Linked DNA regions of Gossypium arboreum: region 2 is linked to region 1. Evidence: chromatin contacts called from public Hi-C data. All regions are on one chromosome and are shown on one strand. Each heading gives the region's core, a stretch centred on a gene start, on an enhancer-like site or on the middle of the called end of the contact. The rest is flanking DNA. Distances are from core to core; before and after follow the strand shown. Region 1 holds the start of LOC108455568 (NAC domain-containing protein 89-like). Region 2 holds the start of LOC108456249 (transcription repressor OFP6-like).

Region 1 (4,800 bases), core at 218-2,717:
TGCTCCGCCCTGGAGAAGGGATACACGGTGGGTAGTGGTGGCTATCATAGGCAAAATCTCAGGTGTTGAGGCTGACAATGAAGTTTCATCAAGCCTGATTATATCATCTTTCAGTATCTCAGCGAAGAAATCTTCTTCATCATCAGAATCCTGTAAATTTTAAGCAAAAAAAACATGATTATATTCGTGTTCATTTGCATTATGAGTATGAATTAAAACCACCAATCTTGTTGATTTTAACAACCTTCTTAAGTGTAGAAGACTCTGTTGGTGCAACTTCATTGGAAAGCTTTTGCTCAGATTCGGATGCCGAATCGATTTGCTCTATAGAATGAGAATCGTTACTGCTAGTAGCCTTCTTTGAATAGAATTCAATTGCCTTGTCCCCTTCAGAGATGCCAGTTAGATCAGTTCCACCATCTGAGGTAGCATGGTTGCTGTCATGCACGATTGACAACTCCCTGTGATTCCGAGCAACCCGATTCGAATTGTTATTCAGACGAAACTCGCTGTTCTTCCTAAGACGGCATACCACTAGGGAATCCTAAAAATCACCAACAGCAAAAAAGAAAAACACTGTCAATGACTAACATGAGAAATTATTGTTCATATGTTAGTATTATAAGAGAATTAGTAACCTGGGATTTTCCTTTCATGCAATATTCATGCATGATCCATTCGGTCCTTTCCCCTTTCGGAGCACGACCTGTGTGGAAGACGAGAGTCCTCTTCGTGCCGATCACATTCGAACCGGACTTCACATTACGTTCTTTCCCTGTGGCTTTCCAATAACCCTGTTCGGTTGCTCGTCTACTTTGTGAACCATTTGGGTACTTCCTTCCTCGAGCACAAAAGAAGAACCATTCATTATCTGACTTTATGATGGACTTAGCTGATACAGGGAAAAAAACACCAGAAATCACACCACCGAATATATAACAAGAACAAAGTAGAATCCTCCAGGCATGTATTACTAAAACCTAAATGCAATAGCATCATGTATAATATCATTATAAGAAATTAGAGAATTAAAATGGGCCGTTAACCTGGCAAGTCCCAAGGCTCATATCTGCAAATTTCAATCTCAGGAATGACCTCAACACATTTGTCATAACCATCCAGTTTCTTTTTTAAGTAATAAGAAATGAGCTCAACATCAGTTGGTGAAAATCTAAACCCTGGAAACATTGAAGAGGCTTGAATAGACATTTGGGTTTCTCTTGAAACCCCTTCAGCTGCCATCATGATCCAACCGAACACAAACTTGTCCTTGTTCCTTGTTCTTTTTCTTCTTTATTTGGTGTAAAGAAAAAACAAGTGTTTTGTTTGTCTTGGCTTTTGGTTGGGTTTGCTTGGAGGAAAGGGATGGATGATACGTTAAAAGTTGTGCTTTGCTTTGCTTTGGCTTCTGGGTTTGGTTTTTTGAAGTTGGAAACTTGGTTATTTTTGTTTCTCAGTTTTTGCGTATGGAAGGGGTAGTGATGTGATGTGATGTGATGTGATGTCGGATTGTGGGACAAGTGAAGGACAGATTGTTTTGACAGTTGGTACGGACCTGTATCGTCACGTGGCGTTGCGTTACGTTTGAGGTTAGGGATATGATAATAGTATCGTACCATTAAAGTACTTGATTAGACCTCCATCACCGCGTTTAAGGGTTCATCAACTCAATTTGAGCTTTACTCGTAGGTTGTCACGTCTTCCACAACTCTGCTCAAGGTTCTTCCATTGCTTAATCCCTTTGTTTAGGATTTATTTTAAACACTGATAATATTTTTTCTTTTTCACTAACATCTTCTGTAGTTGCATTCAACTCTCAACTGAGGGATAACGGTTTAGGTTTGAAAAATCCAACCATAATCTGACTCAATCTCAAGAGCATCGAATTAAACCCAATTTTATTACTTCAAATCGGTTCAATTCATTATTTTTAGAAATTTTAAAATTATTTTTACTATTTTGTATAAAATATTTATTTTTGTTTTAAAATAATAAATAAATAAAAGAATTCAATTCAGTTCCTATAATAAAACCAATAACCAAATAATAACCAAACCAAACCAAAACTGAATTTATTTATTTTTTAATTTAATAAAACTAAACTAAACTAAACAGTACAATTCGAACTGACTTTTGGTTTTCTCCATTTTTTACTCAATTTAATGTCAAAACTCTCCAAAAATGATTTTTCAGAAAACTTTGTTTAAAAAGACTTCGAATTCTTTACTACCGACCCAATCATAACAACATGATTTTCACCTTCTATCAAATGCAAGTTTTACAAAGCTTGATGACAAAATTGGTTTTATATTCAAGCACATGTAAACCCTTTTTTGTTATAATTAAAAGTTAACAGGATTAATTTCTGATTCCAACATTGATAACTCTATGCCACCCCACAACCTGACGGACCGCTCTTTGCTGAGGTTTTCCAGGGTGGCGACACCTCCAACCTTAACATTGGAGCTACCGTGGTTCAAAGCTTCAGCCGTTTTCTATGACACCTCTGCTACTTCTTATAACGGTGGAGAGGAGTTGGTTGCATTTTATATGTGATTTACCTGGCCTGAGACATGAGGTTGTTCAAAGAACCCTAGATGTCTTAAAGCAAATCAATAATAAATCATTTAATCATCTTGCATTGCACATACTAATGATCAATTGTCCAACTGAGAGAAAACAATGCACAACAAAATTCAACCTAAAACTGAAGGGCAAGAGGAAAGAAGATATAAAAATAGGATTATCATGAAATGAATTTTTCCTGTTGCTCTTGAAGAATTTTTGCCGAAGACTTGGCATCTATGTATAGCTTGCTTACTTCCTCAAGATCCGCCTAAAAACAAATACATAATAACGGATTCACATTTACTCCTTGCATTGATGATAAGTAAACAATCATGAAAAACAGCTTCTTCTGAATATTTAATTACCTTGCATATGTTGTCTCGACCATTCATTTTTGCCGCAATGCTAGCAGGTGATAACAGTTGAACTGCATGCCTGAAGAAACAGTAACATGTAAGTATGCTTCAAGTTGGAAAAGTGCAACTGATAGTGGAGTAAATCTATATTTTAAACCTGACCTTAAAGATGTGCTTTGTCCAATCTCTCCGAGGAACGCCAGACTTTCTTCATCCACAACCAGTTCTTCCACCTGTGCACGGATGGCTAAAATCTGCATACACCAAATAAGTGAAAATTTTGGCTGAGTTTTCATTTGATGCTTGCCACAAATAACAAAATGCCGATGTCAAAAATTACATATAACCAGGCCCTAACCTGTATCATTTCTGAAGGACCATATATCTGTGTGCGGATGATCACCAATCTGTCCAATAAGTCAACAGGTATGCCATGAGGACTATTCATATCAGTACCCCTGCAAAATGCATATTCATTTTTCACAAACTAGAATCAAACCAATCAGGCAATGCATAAGCAATGTAGAATATATTATAAAATATAAAAATTGACATAAGTTCCATCTTCATGTCAAAAAAGAAATCATGTTGTAGAAGATATTCAACATTATGCAAGGAAAATGAACATGTAAAAACTATGCCAACCGAAAAATATAACAGCTGATATGAAATTTATCTTCAGGTATTCCCAGAAAAAAACAATCTTGCAGAAGATCACTCATTTTGATTCTTAAATTTCAAGCCTGGGACATTTATGCTAACCCTATCACTGTTCCTCAATTATGAGAGCCTAAATTCTGTGTGAACATCTCAATTTTGTATCACATTTATGTTTCAACCTACCACTGCTCCTCAATTATGAGAGCCTAAATTCTGAATATATACAAGAAAAAATTGTCCCCAATAACCAAAACCCTTTAGGGTTGATATTATTGTTGCATCAAGCTATTTCTGCATGCTATGATTTATAGAAAACAAGACTAAACCAATGACATTGTTTCACTAGGATCTGAAGTACTGAAACTAAGTCCAGATGATTAGAATAATAGCTCATCTTGTATTTGAGGTAAAGTTATATAGATGTGATTAAAAGAACAGACGATAAACCAAAAATTCATACGGCTCAGAAACAATTTTCATTACCTTACGTTACATATTCCTCTATTTGTAGCAAAAATTACTATTGGAGATAGTGAGCTCTCTAAAGCACGATTCAAGTATGAAAAACACTCCATGTCCAGCATATGAACCTGCAAATCATGACTTGGAAAGCATAAGCAAGCCCGATGTGCAAATGTGCTTAACATGTGCACAGGTCATGATAAATATCTTCGATCTAAATATGTGCATGCACATAAACAGAAAAATACATATTGTATCCTTGCATCGAAGGACATGTATCATAAGCAGGAAAGAACTCAACCTCATCAATGAATAGAACTCCTGGGACAAGCTCTGCCACACCTTCATCAATATACCGGTTAACAACCTGGCACAAATAACATTGTCATTTCAATCAAAAGGCATGCCATTTTTCTAGCAAAGAATTTAGCCTAGAGGCCAAGTTCAAAATCCAAATCATAAGCTTGAACCAACTTGAATAACCAATCCATATGACTCTTAATGTCACGTCCGTGCAGGATAGCTATAGCTTCTAGGGAGCATAAAATAAGCCACCAACTAGCTGAAGAGAGTTAAAAAGTAAGATTTAAACCATTAGGATTAGAGGATTTACTCATACAAGAAGGGATGAAAAAACATAAACCTATTATGGGAAACCATGGCAGGTAATGAAATTCAATCACATTAAATTTGCATCAATTCATCTGTTTCACTCTGGAGTTGTTCAATATTATGATTGGGGTGCAGAATGAGG
Region 2 (4,777 bases), core at 2,211-4,710, 130 kb before region 1:
TCTTTTGAGATGGAATATGCACAAATGCAATGCAACCAAAAACTCTCATATGAGTTACCTTAGGTTTCCACCCATGCCATGCTTCAAATGGTGTTTTTTGTTCTAGAGCTACTGTTGAAGATCGGTTGAGAATGTACACTGCTGTGTGAATTACTTCTGCCCAGAAACTTTTTGGAAGATCTTTAGCTTTTAGTAAGCATTTTCCCATTTTAACAAGACTCCAATTCTTCCTCTCAGCGACTCCATTTTGTTGAGGAGTGTAGCTTGCTGTTAGCTGGCGTTGAATGCCAGATTCTTCACAGAATTTGTTGAATTCAGTAGAGAGAAATTCTCCACCACGATCTGTCCGCAAGGTCTTTATAGGCTGGCCACTTTGTTTCTCAATACTTGCTTTAAACTTCTTGAAAACTGAAAGAGCCTCTAACTTTTCTTTGACAAAGTACACCCACGTCATTCTACTGTAGTCATCAACAAAGACTAAAAAGTACCTGTTGCTATTGAGAGAAAGTGTTCTCATTGGTCCGCAAAGATCAGCATGAATAAGTTCAGCAAGTTGGGAAGCTCTCCTTGCCTTGCCCTTTGGAAATGAATCTCGATGTTGTTTCCCAAATACACAGCTCTCACACACATCATCAACATTTTTTATTAGAGGTAAACTATCAACTAGACTCTTTTCAGACATGAGTCATAAACTACCAAAATTTAAGTGCCCATATCTGTGATGCCATAACCAATTTTCATCAAATGATTCTGCCTTCAGTGCAAGCCTATCATCAGTTGCGAAATTATAAGGAAAAATCTTATTTTTTGCCATCGGAACACTAGCTAACAGGTGCTTTTTCGATTTATACTTAAAAATACAGAAATTGAATTCTTCAAAGACAAGTGAATACCCATCCACCATAAATTGCCCAACACTTAGAAAATTAAATTTAAATCTGAAACATACAAAACATTATGAATGCAATTAAGACCCAGGGAATTCAACTGCACAGTACCTTTTCCCTTTGCTATACGATCAGTTCCATCACCAAGCGTAATTCGACTAGTTACTGACATATCTAAATTGTTGAAGAGACTTAATTCACTTGTCATATGATTGCTACAGCCACTATCTATGTACCAAACTTCAGGAGAACACTCCTTAGCACTGAAGCATGCAACGAACAGGCTCTCTGTCTCATCTTCTTCACTATCTTCATGAGCCAAGTTAGCCTGCTTCTCTTCAAGCTTGCAAAACCTCTCAATATGCCGTACCTTCTACAATAGTAGCATTATTTTGGACTATTATTTTCTCCTTTATCACCATCTCTATAACGTTGGTTCTGTCCATTGAATTGGCCACTAGCCCTACCTCTTCTTCTCCTACGAGATGAATTTCCTCCACGCCAGTCATTGAAGTTTGTTTCGCTGGTGCCCTTTCTACCACGAGAGTATTGCGCCCTACTATAAAAGGCATTCTCAACAGACGCATTACCATACCTTTTCATCCTATCATCATGAGAATAAAGAGAGCCTTACAACTCATCAACAGTTAACACACTCAAATATTTTGACTCTTCTATAGCTGCAACTACATGATCATATTTCCTAGGTAAACTCCTAAGAATTTTCTCAACTACCCTTTGCTCACTTAAATCCTCACCATATTTTCGAATTTGATTCACAACATCAATAACTTTTGACACATAATCATCCAGAACATCATCATCTTCCATAATAAAATTATCAAACTTCCTACGCAGAGTTTGAAGTTTGACAGTAATCACCTTTGCAGTACCTTGATATGTCGTTCGCAGCGTGTCCCATGCTTCTTTCGAACGCGTCACCGCTTCAATGCGAGGAAAAATTGATTCATCCACAGCTTGTTGGATGAAAAACAAAGCTTTAGCATCTCTCTTTCTGATATCTTTGAGAGTCTCAGCTGCAACCTCCTCTTCATTGTATCCATTTTCCACCAAGTCTCATAGGTCTTGGGACAAAAACAAAGTCTTCATCTTAGTGCTCCAAACTCCATAGTTGCTGCCTTGAAAAATTGGAACCAACGGCTGTGAAAGGTTCACTCCATTCTGATTGCTTGCCATCATAAGCTTGAACAAAGGCCTCGAGTAGCTCTGATACTAGATGTTAAGAAAAAGCTGTTGAATATACAAGTAAAAACAGAACAAAGGACTTAAATTCTATGCAAAAAGAATTTAGAAAATTAGAAAGGGTGAAGTATCTTCTTTATTCTATGAAGAGTACTATAAATACTTAAAATAGCTAACAACTAAATCTCCTAAATAAAAGGAACACTACTGGCACTAAACAAAGACTAGGTCTGTTTGAAACAGACTTTGACTGACTCAACTACTAACTTATTCAATCAGTAAATAGTAACAAATAATTTCTACATTAACCTTTAAAATTTACAAAGAGGAAAGACAGATTCACCAATTCTACTTTGTTGAGCCTCAATCAATGAATGATTTTATTTAACAATAGATCTGGAACCCTATTGATTACAACTCAATCTACCTTTACACATTAGATAATTGCAACCCCGACAAACTACCCCCAATATTACACTCATTCACCCCAAATAATTTCACTTACAAATCGCAATAACTCTAATAAAATGTCTAAAACACGAGTGTACAAATACAAAGAAAAAAAGCACAATACTTAGTCGAAAAACACTCTAAAGGCACACAAGAGCAAGTCGACCATTAGCCTATTTATAGGCTGATATAAGAGCTCTTCATCAACATTTAGATAAGATTAAAATATTCATATAAAAATTAAAATTTTCTATTGAACTATCTCCATAAATTACTCTGTAAAAAAGTCTCCAATCAACTTCAAATACATTTAAGAAAAAGGATAAAGTTTGCTTTCAAACAAACTCTCTTCTTCCTTCTTTCATTCGAAACACAAGCTTCCAGCAATATTAAAATTAATCCAAGCAAAAACCAGATATCATTTGTTGATATGAAGTCAACCAATAATCTCCAAGTGAAAAATATTAACAAACTTACTGCATTTTACTGCATTATTACTGCATTTTACACTTGTATTAATCGGTGATTGTATTTCTCTTCAACTTTTTGCTCTTTTTTCTCTTCAAGTTTTTTGATAATCACCGTGAGTTAAATTACATCCTAAATCCATATCACTATTCTCTTTGATTTTAATTACGAAACCTTACCCTCTAAAAGTCTTTAAGTCAATCCATATCACTATTTTCTCTAATAATTTTTATGGCCATTACATCCGTTTTAATTTTCAAAAGGTTGGGTCATGGATCTTATTGGTTATGTTGGCTCTTATAAAATTAGAACTCACATTAAATAAAGAAGCCCATGAATCATCATGGTCTAATACCAGTCATCATTTCACTTATAATTGTTTCTTGACATCTACACCACACAATCCTCAACATTCAATTATTTATTTATTAATGCAAACCTAATCACACTCCATACCATGCTCCCTTTATTTATTGTATGTTGGATATTTAAAATCCCGAAAGGTAGTTCATTAAGTCTGCCACATATTTTGTTTCATTGTCTTCCTCTTTTGTTTTTATACATATTAAAAGAAAAGAATTTGAATGGGTTTTTGTGAATTTGGATGTACAAAAAGGATTAAAAGTTTTGAAAAGAGTTTAAAATTGCCTAATGTCACAATTTAATCTTTCTAACTATATTCATTTTCTTTTTTGTCCACTTCAATATTCCCTATTTGCCCAAAAAGAAGTTACCAATAAGATTGTAAGAGCAGAAAATTTGATAGCGGGCACAAGTAATTTTTAGAGTAAAATGGATTTAGTTTAAGAGTGAAGTTTTAGGTTCCTTCCTGAAAATCTATCTTCCTAGCCACGACTACCGATAATAGATTCCTAATAACAAGAATCACCTTCTACTGCTACCCTTTCTTTTCTAATTTCTACCTAAAACAGATCCATCCAACTGTTACTGAGCCCTGCAATTTTTTTATTTTTTTTTTAAAAAGTCCATTTCTTTTTCACTTGAGAAACACACAAAATTTAATTACTCTTTTCTCTCTGTGTTCTTCTCCCTTTTAATGTCTTCCAACAAGAAAAACCTGTTTAAATCCCTGTTAACAGTGAATGCTGGATGCGGGTGTAGCAAGCCTAAGCTCTCCGATGCTTATGAACCCAAACCCAAATCCAAATCTTCTTCTGCACCCCGAAGTCCAATAAACAATGCCCTTCCAACCATCGAAAACGATGATCTCACATCCCCTTCTTTCTCTTTCAACAATGAAGATACGTTATCATCATCACCCACTACTACTGATCTCTACTCTGAATCTGAACCTGATCTTCCCACAGCTAAACTCAGTCGCCCTTGCCCTAAAATCATCGACAGCGTCGCCGTTGTGAAGGATTCCGACGACCCGTACAAAGATTTCCGGCATTCCATGCTCCAAATGATCGTGGAAAAACGAATCTACTCGAAACATGATCTGGAGGAACTTCTTCAATGCTTTTTGGAGCTGAATTCACCATGCCACCACGATGTTATTATCAAGGCTTTCATGGAGATCAGGAAGCGGGTTCTTCCCGACGAGATTGTTACAGCGCTGCAGGATCAGGAACCATCCTTTGTTCATGGAGGAGAGAAACCTGGATCCTAGCTTGACGCAGCTTTCGACACGCGTGTGTGAGATGACAACACATGTGAATACATTCAATTCGCACGTGGGAAGCAGCTACTAGGCATTTTGACGAAGTCAGGTGCTCTACATTACCATTGGTATATTCTTATTATAT

The links. Hi-C and Micro-C count contacts between places; a contact is called where the count stands out from the background.
Region 2: a contact with region 1 is called in a Hi-C map of leaf, with 3 times the contacts expected there. The contact joins the promoter of LOC108456249 here to the promoter of LOC108455568 in region 1. A contact is called at or near these places in 3 of 5 Hi-C or Micro-C datasets (all in leaf).

Annotation. Positions count from the first base shown.
Region 1 is chr9:70,160,038-70,164,837 of ASM2569848v2, reverse strand. LOC108455568 (NAC domain-containing protein 89-like) reads right to left here and starts at 1,467. Exons shown (of 6, transcript XM_053018619.1): 1 at 1,047-1,467; 2 at 639-892; 3 at 245-544; 4 at 1-150. The coding sequence starts at 1,245. It overlaps LOC108454168 (ruvB-like protein 1), which reads right to left. Exons shown (of 12, transcript XM_017752518.2): 7 at 4,348-4,413; 8 at 4,068-4,174; 9 at 3,283-3,382; 10 at 3,087-3,178; 11 at 2,934-3,003; 12 at 2,637-2,836. The coding sequence ends at 2,747.
Region 2 is chr9:70,294,986-70,299,762 of ASM2569848v2, reverse strand. It overlaps LOC108456249 (transcription repressor OFP6-like), which reads left to right and starts at 3,460. Exons shown (of 3, transcript XM_053018894.1): 1 at 3,460-4,741. The coding sequence starts at 4,066. The coding sequence ends at 4,641.